3 separate regions of the Zea mays genome follow, and all the other regions are linked to region 1. A link is a contact called in public Hi-C data. All regions are on one chromosome and are shown on one strand. The core of a region is the stretch at or near the end of the contact, and the rest is flanking DNA. Distances in the headings are between cores, read along the strand shown. Region 1 holds the start of LOC100383555 (Peptidyl-prolyl cis-trans isomerase CYP40). Region 2 holds the start of LOC103629916. Region 3 holds the start of LOC100283082 (EF hand family protein).

Region 1 (3,484 bases), core at 32-2,531:
CAGGTATTTCGTGCGTGTTCTACGTAAAGATAGCTTCCATTTGCAGTGCTTCCGGCGAGGCTAGCCAGCAAAAAGATTAAAAAAAGTATCACAGGAGTCCAATTCTCGCACTCGTTTTCCACTGCAAACAGTTGGGCGCGCCTTTGAGAGCATAAGAACCTCTATGTGATCAGACCACAATAAAGTACATTGTATACCTGCTCGTACAATACGGCAACTCTACTTCGCACATAAAGTGAGCAACACTATAGGAGAAGCTAACGTGGCCAATTATATAGTAGAAGGGCATAAAGCTAGCACGGGCGGTACATAGGAGGTGTAAATAAAATGGGGATGAAGTCAAAAGGGCGGGGCCCTTATAACAGTAACAGCACTGGAAGCAGCAGTGCATATAGTTCACTGCAGACCAAAGGACACTGATTTGACATCACAGCACCAGTACTGCTGAGGGAAAAAAACAAGAAAAACAAAAGGAACAAGGTTAGAACACAGGCAAATATGCTGACGAACGTGGAATACCCAGCTATATGACAAAAGGATACAATATTTACGATGTCAAATAAGTTTATAGGATCGAATTAATGATAACTACACTATACCTGAATTTAAACAATCGCAACCTGAAGCAAAACTGCGAAGCAACGAGAAGGCAAATCCCTTGGGGACTGTTCTATAGATGAGTAAAGAAATAAACTAGTATATCAAAAACAAATGGCAACTATTTCCATATTACGAAATCTGCATCAAAACCCTAAATAGACAATCCCAGGAAATAGCGCTTCTTCGGTTCTAATTACTGAATACAAACTAGAACAAGTTAAATAGCACCAATATTCAATCCTTTTATTCCGTTACAGCGGAACATTGATATCGCTTTGATTTCCAAATCGCGAAACGCCAAAGCACAAAAAAAGAAGTTATTAGAAATACAAACCGCAGGACAAATAGCAACAAAGAACACAAATCACGCAAGGGCGCAGAGGTAAAGCCCTCGCGACGATCCAATGGATCGAACCTTAAAGTGAAGCGGCTTGCCGCTGGCGGCGCCGATGCCTTTCTCCCCTGTGCAGAGCGCGCGGAAGTTCTCCGCCGTCCGCGGTACCACGGAAGCGTAGAGCTCTACAACGATCCTCCCCTCCATCTCGCCGCCGATGGTGACGTCCATGAAGCACCTCGGATTTTTCACCTCCGCCGCCGCCTCGGGTGCTTGTTCCGCGCCGCGGCCCTCCATTGCGATCGCCCCCAAAGTCCCCAAACCCTAGCCGAGAGGCTTGGTGGAACCTTCTCGAGGCAAAGTGGTGTGGAGGTGGTGGTGGCCTTCGTCGATTACTCGATTGCCTCGGGGGAGCCAGAGCAGCTAGTGGGTTGCGGCGGAGTGGGTTCGGAGGGTTTTATGGTCATATTTTCTAAAATCATGGGGGACCATTTGGGTTTTGGCCTGCGAGACTTCACATTTTTGCACCGTGCCAAATTAAAGCGATTAATTACTACTGCTATAAACTCCCTCTGTGCTTGATATATATAAACTCCCTCTGTGCTTGATATAGATTCTTGAAGTTGTTTAAGTCAATTTTTTGATTTTACCGAACCTATAAGAAATCTTAAGAATTATGATATAAAATCAGTATTGTTATCTATAATGTATTCCATAATATGCTTACTTTATGGTATATATGTTGTTATCTTCCTCTACAAAGTTAATTAAGAGTCCATTTGGCAGAGTTCCGGCTCGTTCAAAAATAGCTCTGGCCCTGGCTTTTCTGAAAAAAAGCATCTTTTTATACATTAACACGGTGGATAAGGGCAACAATATTTTTTCAGCGTCCCCATCAGTGTACAGTGCGAGAGTATTTATATGTAACCATGGACAATCTCACATTGGTGAATACAGACATACAGTTATGCCCCTGGTTAACTACGTTATTCCTGAAATATTTCTCCCTCAAAGGTTATTACAGGTTATTACGGTGTGATTAAGTACAACACGGGCGAACACACCATTAATCCTACCTACGTTGTAGCTTACAAGTGGGGTCAGGCGACCCAGGGAGGTTACATAGGGGCCCGCTTTAATAACATGTGCGGGTATTGATAGTAGCCTTCGTGTTGCGTGAGCCAGGTCTTCGGAAGTCGGCAAGGCCTTCGCCGCTCCTGGCTTCACCGAGAACCGGCAAAGCCTCCACCTGTCCTGGACAGTCCCTCCGTCCTAGGGCCTTCGCTTGGTTGCAGTGGACTTCTCTTTCCCTCCGTCATGATTTAAACTGCTCTCGCGATAAATGAACCGAGCGAGGGGGGCATTCAGCCTGCACCCCAACACTTCCCCCCCCCCCCCCCCCCGAGGGGCCAGTTCAACTTAGAGAGCTGGTCCTGAAGTATTTTTCGGGAGATGGTCGAGACACTGCCCTCGCTCGGTTGAAGTGGTCCCGCGAGGGTTTGTAAAATGTGACCATTGAAAGGTGATGTTTTACTGTGGGTCTGTTGGGTTCCCGAGGCGTTTTTCCTGGGCTAAAAAGGGAAGCGCGCTCGCCGCTGTGGGATTTTTACCCGTCTGTTTGCGGAAAAAACCCTAGCCATGTTGCTTTCTACGCATCGACTTCTTTGTCTCTCTCCACCGGTGATCTGGCCCGCATCAAGCAGACAACTCGCTGTCGGCGATGGTACGTGATGTTGTTGTCTTCTTCTTTGTCGTTCGTTGCGACCACGTCCTCAAACATGCCGTCGTCGGAGAAGACGATTAGTGATCCGGCATCGGTTGTCGAGTTGTAGAGTTCGGGACATCGAGGATTTACTCGGGCCGCATGCACGAGATGCAACGTTTGGGGTACTTTGGGAATGGAGTTGGGTCGGTGCCGGGAGCTGAAGATGTCCCTGAGCCGGAGGGTGAGTTGGTTGTGTTTAAGGCCCTTTTTACCGCTGGACTTCGCTTGCTGACACACCGGTTCATAGTGGAAGTGTTGCGGAAATTTGAAATTCAGATTCATCAGCTGGCGCCGAATGCTATGGTAGTGTTGGCAAAGTTTGTCTGGGCAGTGACTTCGTATGTTGGGAAACCGTCTATTGAGGTCTTCACCAAGAATTATTGTCTGCATTGACAGAAAAAGATGATTTGTGGATTGATTGCCCAATTTAGGTCTTGCACGTTCACGCCGAGGACTGGGAAGACGTCGGCCAAAGTAGTTCAAATTGTTTCATGTGCCAAGAACAAGTGGGGTAACTGATGGTGTTTCTGGTTTTATGTAAGCGTCGGAGGATGTCGAAGGGGTGCCTGGTTTGCCCCCGTCCATCCTGTGCTCGCACTGTTATGTGGTGTTTGCACAATTTAAAGTGAAGAAAGGAGATAGGAGATAAAAACGAAGAGGCCATTCGGTGCGCAGCCCGGTCGAGCAGCGACCGGGATTTGGTTGAAGAATTTGTTGCCTACGGCATATGGCTGTTGGTTCATGGGTGGGGTATGGGCGAAGTCAAGCTTCGTCGATGACCTTTT
Region 2 (3,838 bases), core at 246-2,745, 290 kb after region 1:
CGAGCCATGGGGGGCAACAGCAACACCGCCCTCGTCGTCCTTGCCGCCGAGCGGCGATGGCGCCTTGGTTGCCTCTAGGAGCGCGGCGGTGAACGGGTCGAAGTCGACGCCGGAGCCGACCCTGCTCCTCCGCCGCGGCGACCACGTGGCGCCTGCGCCTCTGGCCACGACCGGCGACCGCGGCGACGGCGTGACGCTCCCGCCGTCGAGCAGCCCCGGCGGCGGCAGTGGTGGCCCTGAGGGTGGGGCAGAGGGGCGGTCGCCCCGGGCCCCCGAATTCGTAGGGCCCAATTCTAGTGATGTGATCTAATAGCCCATCAACAAAATAATGAATATCTAAATATGTTAGAAGAAATTTTCAAAATGATACTATAATATATATCTTTTTATTTACTTATTATTTGATATAAATATTTTTTGATATATTTTGAGTATTTAATTAGTAACATTTATATATTAAAAATAATTTGAAGGGCCTCTATTTAAAACCTTGTCCTGGGCCCGTGAAATGTTAGGACCGCCACTGGGCGGCGGCTTCAACGGACGAATCTTGGGCTCGTCGTCGGCCGTCTTCTTGGGCCTCGGCTTCAAAGGCCTGATCTTGCCCTTCTCAAAGAGCTCGTCGGCCGCCGTAAGCGTCTCCGCCGGCGCGGCGTTGCCGACTCGCGTGCCGAACTCGAATCCCGTGTCCCATGCCGCCACGTCCGCGGCGGGCACGCCCCCGCCGAGCCCCCTCTTCGGCGTCCCAGGCCTCTCCTCCCAGTCGAACGGCACGGACGATCCGCCTGTGGCGGCGTACAGCCGGCGGCGCGGCTGAAACTCCTGGTCGTCGCTGCCGCTCCCCTCGGCGACGTGCGCGTATATGGCCGCGGCGCGCCGGGGGCTGGCTGGCGCACTGGTGAAGTGCTGGAAGAGGTCGAACGGGTCGGCGCCGGTGAGGCGCGTCGGGGTGGCCGGCGGCAGGAGGCCGAACGGACTAGGCGACGGCGGCGCCGTCAGGAATAGGGCCCCCGCCGCTCCCTCGGAGGGGACCAGGCGCCCGCGTGGGCTGGACGGCGCCGTGACGTACGGGCTGGCGGCCGCGCTGTCTGACCGAAAGCCCGTCGGAGGCGGCGGCGGCGACGACGACGCGGGAGACTTCTTCAGCTCCATTTCGGTGGGCCTCTGATTGGCTTTTCGGACTTGGAGAAGTGTCTGGTGGTGTGGTGGCTGCCGCTCGTTTAAGAGCTGTGGTGAGGATTGAGACGGAGACGGAGAGAGGACAAGCCAAGGAAACCGGGAGGAAACGGGCCTGCAGGCGAAGACCGGAATTGAGAACGACGTGAATACGTGCTGAATGAATATGCAAAAAAATAATATATATATCTAACAAAACATAAATAATAGTGAAGCGGGCAGAGGAATTTGACATCTTGTTTTTTTTATACTTTATTTAACGTGATTGATTGTCTATATTTTTGGCAGAAGTAAGAAATATATGTTCCTATCTTCTGAAAGTTGTTACTATCTGAGACAGACTCGTGAAACTTTAAGCCGACTGAAATCGCTTTATAATTGACGCTATCGGTTTCGTCTTCGTCGTGCTTTGCCGACAAATTTCGTCAATTGGAAGTACAGTTGAATGTAAGTTATTTGGACCGAAGTAGGCATGTCTGGATCCGCTTTTGCGAGCTATAAACAACCGCGTTTGTCTAACGTGATTTTGATGGACTAATATCCGTTCCTTTTTTCTAATCTAAAATAAAAGCCTCTGATGGCGACACGGATTGTTGGAAGATATAATATGACACGCCAGGAAAAGAGATGGCCGTTTCCTCGTCAAAGGAAGCTCGTGGGCTGTACTTCCTTCCTTTCCTTCACAGGTGGCTCCTGATTTGGTGCGGCGCTAAATGACGCCACGCCTGTTGATTTACAGCTGCTTATTGAGGATTCCAAGATGAGCTTCCATATATTATCTCGGTGCCGTGTCGTTCTGTTTAAGGATCTGTGCTGTTAATAACCAAAAATTTGCAACATAAAAATTCCACACGAAGCAATTCAAATCATCTCTGGTTTCCTAGGGAATTGAATTAAGTTGATTTTTATATATGAAGTTCTTTTAGTGCGGTGGAAACTCACACGTTCTGAAGCCTATATATGATCCGTTGACTTGGCAAGCAAAGAGGTCAATTCCGTGGCCACGTCCACGTCCAGCAAAATCGAATTACTTTTGACAGAACGAATGCGGTTTCCTTTGGAAGCTCACAAACATTTCGCGTGCTTCGCTGTCATATCAACACACAAGGCTTTTCCCCTGAAAGGAGGCATTTTACCATCCCAATCAGGCAACTGCTGACTCTACCGGGTTTTTTTTTTTCATTTCGTGGAACAAGAGCTCATCAGAAGCATTATTGACAAGTTTATTCAGACGTCTTTAAACAAAGTCAGTTTACTCAGACGAATACAGATGCAGGCAAATAATTAGCATGAAAATGTTCGGGACAACATTTCTTTATAATAGACCAATTGTATTACAGCCTTCACATCAGGTTTTTCATGTTTTATGTACTCATTTTAGGCTATGTGGACTCGCAGAGGCGGAGACTTTTAAAAATTTAATTATCTAAAAAATTAAATAAAATATATAATATACAATGCAAATTTATATTCTTGTTTTTAGCATTGAGCTTGTAAATATTCATAAAAGATAAAACTCAAATTTATCATATATTTTTCTCAAATGATATTTATAAAATTCGAATATTTTTTAACTTTTTTAGGAAACAAATAATGTATAAAACAATTTATACAAAAATTATTCTTATTTATAATAATGTACTTGGTAAAATAAGAAAATCAACATCAAATTTCATATATATATTTATTTATTTTAAGATATTAAATTTATCGTAACAGTTCGGTTATCCACTTTCATCTCATACAATAGATGTCAACACATTAAAGCAAGCTCTTAGTTCAACGAACAAGACCTCAAGAAAGAGATCCAACACCTTAAACCTAGCGTATGTGTGAAGCTCTATCCTTGTGCATCAATCACATCCATTGTGGTGATCTCCAAAGCGAGGGGCATGAATTTCACGTACTTTACGACTCCATCTTTTGTAGTTATACCCTGAACCCTATAGACAGACATCGCGGGCCTACTGCGAGCGGTGGGCATGGGAAAGTATAACTTTTCAACCTCTCCTCCAAGTACGACGAGCTGGAGGAGTGCGCGTGGCAGGACTCCTCCAACCACTGAAGCTGGGACAATGCCCACTTCAGTGAGGCCGCCTATGGCCACATCACCAAGGGCTGGCTCTAACTCTAAAGACCCTTCATCGGCGTTGATGAGGATGATGTCGGCATCCGAGTCGAGCGACACGTCGGGGTCGGTGGAGTTGTCGTTGTAGAAGGGGTAGCGCGTCCGCGTGCGAGCTACTCGCCGCAATGCTAGCCACACACCGGTCAAACACTCCTCCATGTGTACCAGTTCGTCGAGAATGTGTTGCATCGCCGCATCCATGACAGATTTTAATGGACCAGAATTGCAAGATACCAGATGTTGACACCGAAGAGGAGAAACCCAGGATTCAGTGCTCGGAAGGGATGGATTGGGGAAGAAGAAAGCAGAGATATGGCAGGGAGAGACGATGAAGAGACGAGCGTGTATTTTTTTGACGTCTGTGTTCATGGTTCCACTATTCCAGCCAGCCATCCTTTTTATCCTCCAAAGGCAGTATGGCCCATCAATGCTTGCACGGCCCATTTTCACGTTGCTCCCGTGCTTCCGAAGACCGCTGACGTCCGCTGACATTTGAGCCCTCCTGCACAACGTCATCACCTTGTAGCCGATCTG
Region 3 (3,683 bases), core at 1,150-3,649, 410 kb after region 1:
AAAAGTCCCATATGTACCACATCCACGAGCAATTAACACTTGAATGTAATGATTTGTTCATACTCAAAGTTTTATAAGGCTGACTTGAACCACATGTTTCAATACCTGGATGGATTGGGGCTGTTATCAGTCTGAGAGAATGGTAGAGTAGAATGAACAATTCCTCTGTTGCCAAGTTCTGAGGGACACAGAATATTGGGTATGGGAGTTTACTCATAAATGTTGAGGAAATGACAAGCGGGAGGAGATTTCCATGCTGCCTTATAGCTTTAGGCGTTAGGTTGGTCACACTAGAATAGTAAGGGGCAACATTATACTACACACAGTCTAGCTGCTGCAGATATGAGGGTCAACTTCAGACCTCATTTTTTTCTTCTCTGCTGCCAGGCAGTATGTCACATTTCACAGATAAGTTAAATCACTTTTCTGATTACTTGCAGGTCATTACAATTCACATGAAACTGAATACAGGACAGCTGTAGATGATATGTTGAAGAAGGCTCTCCTTACCTTCTGCCACCGAAGCCAACTATATGACTCAAATATGGCTGGTGACCGGGAGTACAAGATAGCGCACTCGGTCTGCAGTCTACACAATGCTGCAGCCAATTCAAACGAGAGTTTAAGAGGGGTTCCTAACAGTCCTAGCGATCACTTCTTCTTGCCAAGTTCGAAGGATCACGATGAGTCTCAGGAACCCGGGTCCCACATGTCCCATCCACCCTGCATGGAGCCTAAAGGAGTCCTTGGCCAAATCCTGTTTGATGTTTGTGTTCCGAGAAATGTTGAAGGATGGGACATCAAGCCGACAGTGTCCCCGAATGGACGGCCAACATTTGCTTCTGCCCGTCAACTTGGTCCATTCAATCCCATCAGGTACTTCCGACGTTCAAGACTATAGTTTTCTGTAGGAGTTGAGATTATTATTTTTTGTATATATAACGGAGGCAAGGTGTCTAATGGGCACTCTGAGCAAGATTTTACCTATGTAAGCTCCCTGTAATTGTTTCTGTTTTTTACTTTTGCGCTGCTTGGCGAGAGAATGTACATATGCTTTGTATACCATATTAGGGCTTGTTCGGTTAGCTCTCAATCCATGTGGATTGAGTGAGATTGGATGAGTTTGAATCCCAAACAAGTCAAACTTCTTCTCAATTTTTTCCAATCTCATCCAATCCATATGTATTGGGAATAACCGAACAAGCCCTTAGTGTGTACTAGAAGGTGGATCGTGGACATAGTTTCTAGGCGGGTTGTAAGGTGCACGCTAACATTGAATAGCCAAGGGAATGCATTATTATGCTCCTGTAGTCTCCTCTATATTTCATGTTCGTCAAATCTAACTATCGGAAAAATCTTCTCTTCCTTTTTACTGGTCATAGCTGATGTTAGTATTTTAATGTTGGTCTTTCTTTTTTTTTCCCGCTTGGTGTCTTTCGTTTCTTCGAGTACCGTTTTGTGTTTAGTGCTGTCACTGACTGTATTTCTGGTTCACCTCAAAGTCAAAACATTCAGTATTCAGATGCCATGATACCATGGAATGAAATTTGAGGAGGATTGAGGGAGCAGTTTTTGTTGCAACGATATGAAATGATGATGGAGCAAAATTTTAAGAATCCAAAATTAGCATATGCAACTCTCATTGTGGTCTAGCTGGAGGAACCACAAGAGATGTTCTAAAAACGAAAAAAAAAGAACGTATTTTTTTTAAAAAAATTCCTCCATGTTCCAAGACAGACAGATCGAATACGAACCTGTTGTGTTCTGGCCAACGTTGGCAACACATGGACACGATGCTTCCCTTTTCTGAACTGACGCGTTTTCTGTACTCTTCTTAGCCACAAAGGAAACTAGTGACGCGTTCATATTTCTGCCGTAAACAAATGGGAGCGGTACATTTTACTGCATGTATTTAACGTTGTGCCACTACCCAGCTAGAGAACCCGTTGATGAGCATGAGCCAGCAAGAGAACCTGCTGATGCGCCCCGCTCTACGAGATAAACAAGCGACCACTTGCGGGTCAGGCTGCTCTGATCCACGGCTTGCCTGCGAAAAGCCTACCCAACGGAATCTGATTCTCATATTAATGAATGGTTTTGCCGCGTCTTTGGAACAAAAGTATCCTGGGGTTTCAAGGCTTTCGCATGATCAATCACGGAACTACTCTCAAATAACTCTCAACCTTTTTGCCTTCAAGCATTGTAAAACTTTGTGCTACCAGCACGTACACCAGTGAATACTTTGTAGAAGGACGCAAAGGACATCGACTGGAGAAGAAACCGCGCGTGCAAAACGTGCGGTAACGGAGTAGTCGTAAAAGTAACCCTCAGCGCCGTGGCCCTCCTCTTCTTGGACACCGGTTATTATATATATAGGAGGCGGAGAGCCTGGACCTGGACGGATCGGAGCTGTGTGCGTCACTACTTGCCTGCCACTCGATCAGCAGTAGGCCCACAGCTCACTCGCAACCACTCACCAAGCTAGCGGAAGCAAAGCAGAGCAGCGGTCGCCGGCCGGGCACGATACCAGCGTCGCGAGAGAGAGAGAGGATGGCGTTCATGCGGTACCGCGCGCTGCCGCGGGGGGAGCTAACAGCGGAGGAGTTCCGGGCGTGGCTGGCGCAGTTCGACGCGGACAGCGACGGGCGGATCAGCAGGGAGGAGCTGCGGCACGCGCTGCGGAGCCTCAACGTGCGGTTCGCGTGGTGGAAGGCGAGGGGCGGCGTGCGCGCCGCCGACGCCGACCGCGACGGCGGCGTGCAGCTGGGGGAGGACGAGGTGGCCCGCCTCTTCGCCTTCGCGCAGAGCCACCTCCGCGTCAAGATCGCCCAGCTCGGGTACTACTAGTACTGCTGATCCGTCGTCGGCCGATCGATCGGCCAATATGGAGGCATGGAGCATATGGCATCGATCGATGGGTTTGTCACTACTCGATCGTCACTTGTTTGTCACAGCTGGGTGGGTTGGATGTGTTGTTGCTACTTTTTTTTTTTCTCTCACGTCCGGGTGGATGTGTGTTGTTACTTATTGTTACGTACTGCTGTTTGGTCAAAACACATTGAACGCAAACGCAAACGGGAAGAGAAAGCAGCGAGCGCTAATGATTAACCCATCAGTTGCGTGTACAAAGCAACAAAACAAAAACACTTTCTTAGTAGGCGCTGTACGTACGAGTGCTGCTGCTTCTTGAATGTCTTGTGGTAACTTCAATTTGTGGATGGTTTGAAGAGTGTATGCTGCGTATAACTCGATCGTATTAAACTTCAATTTGCCACCATGGTCGCGGACCCACGGGTCGGCCGCCGACGTCAGGGATCGCGGCCCAGGCTTCGTCGTAGCAGGCGGGGATGAGGGTGTTCGATCGGGCGCCAGGCGGTACTCGGGGTCGTCGACCGTGGATCCGACCACCAGGCCCCCGTCGTGGAAGTAGAGGACTATGGGGAACCGCCCGCCTGCTTAGGGGCGTCGGCCGCGGATCCGACCACCAGGCTCCTCGGTGGGGATCGTGTAAAGGTTCTACGACGCCGGCGGCGACGAGCGTCTCGGCCTCGGCATACAGGTCCACCTCGCGTCGTTCCTTCAGCTAGTGATGTCAGGGTGCTGAGTTTGGGGTGCGTATGTATGACACGATCTTGGGATATGATTGGTTATCTGCTCATAATCCCATGGTAAGTGACTGCAAG

Evidence for each region. A called contact is a pair of places that touch in the nucleus more often than the background predicts.
Region 2: a Hi-C map of bundle sheath shows a contact between it and region 1, with 6 times the contacts expected there. The contact joins the promoter of LOC103629916 here to the promoter of LOC100383555 in region 1. A contact is called at or near these places in 13 of 25 Hi-C or Micro-C datasets (bundle sheath, ear, endosperm and 6 more).
Region 3: a Hi-C map of bundle sheath shows a contact between it and region 1, with 3 times the contacts expected there. The contact joins the promoter of LOC100283082 here to the promoter of LOC100383555 in region 1. A contact is called at or near these places in 6 of 25 Hi-C or Micro-C datasets (bundle sheath, ear, endosperm and 3 more).

The regions. Positions count from the first base shown.
Region 1 is chr6:122,127,857-122,131,340 of Zm-B73-REFERENCE-NAM-5.0, reverse strand. It overlaps LOC100383555 (Peptidyl-prolyl cis-trans isomerase CYP40), which reads right to left and starts at 1,281. Exons shown (of 10, transcript NM_001176203.1): 1 at 1,016-1,281. The coding sequence starts at 1,231.
Region 2 is chr6:121,833,515-121,837,352 of Zm-B73-REFERENCE-NAM-5.0, reverse strand. It overlaps LOC103629916, which reads right to left and starts at 1,495. Exons shown (of 2, transcript NM_001382836.1): 1 at 490-1,495; 2 at 1-306. The coding sequence starts at 1,152.
Region 3 is chr6:121,720,849-121,724,531 of Zm-B73-REFERENCE-NAM-5.0, reverse strand. It overlaps LOC100283082 (EF hand family protein), which reads left to right and starts at 2,399. Exons shown (of 1, transcript NM_001155984.2): 1 at 2,399-3,081. The coding sequence starts at 2,551. The coding sequence ends at 2,847. LOC100277688 reads left to right here. Exons shown (of 7, transcript NM_001151191.2): 7 at 441-1,364. The coding sequence ends at 901.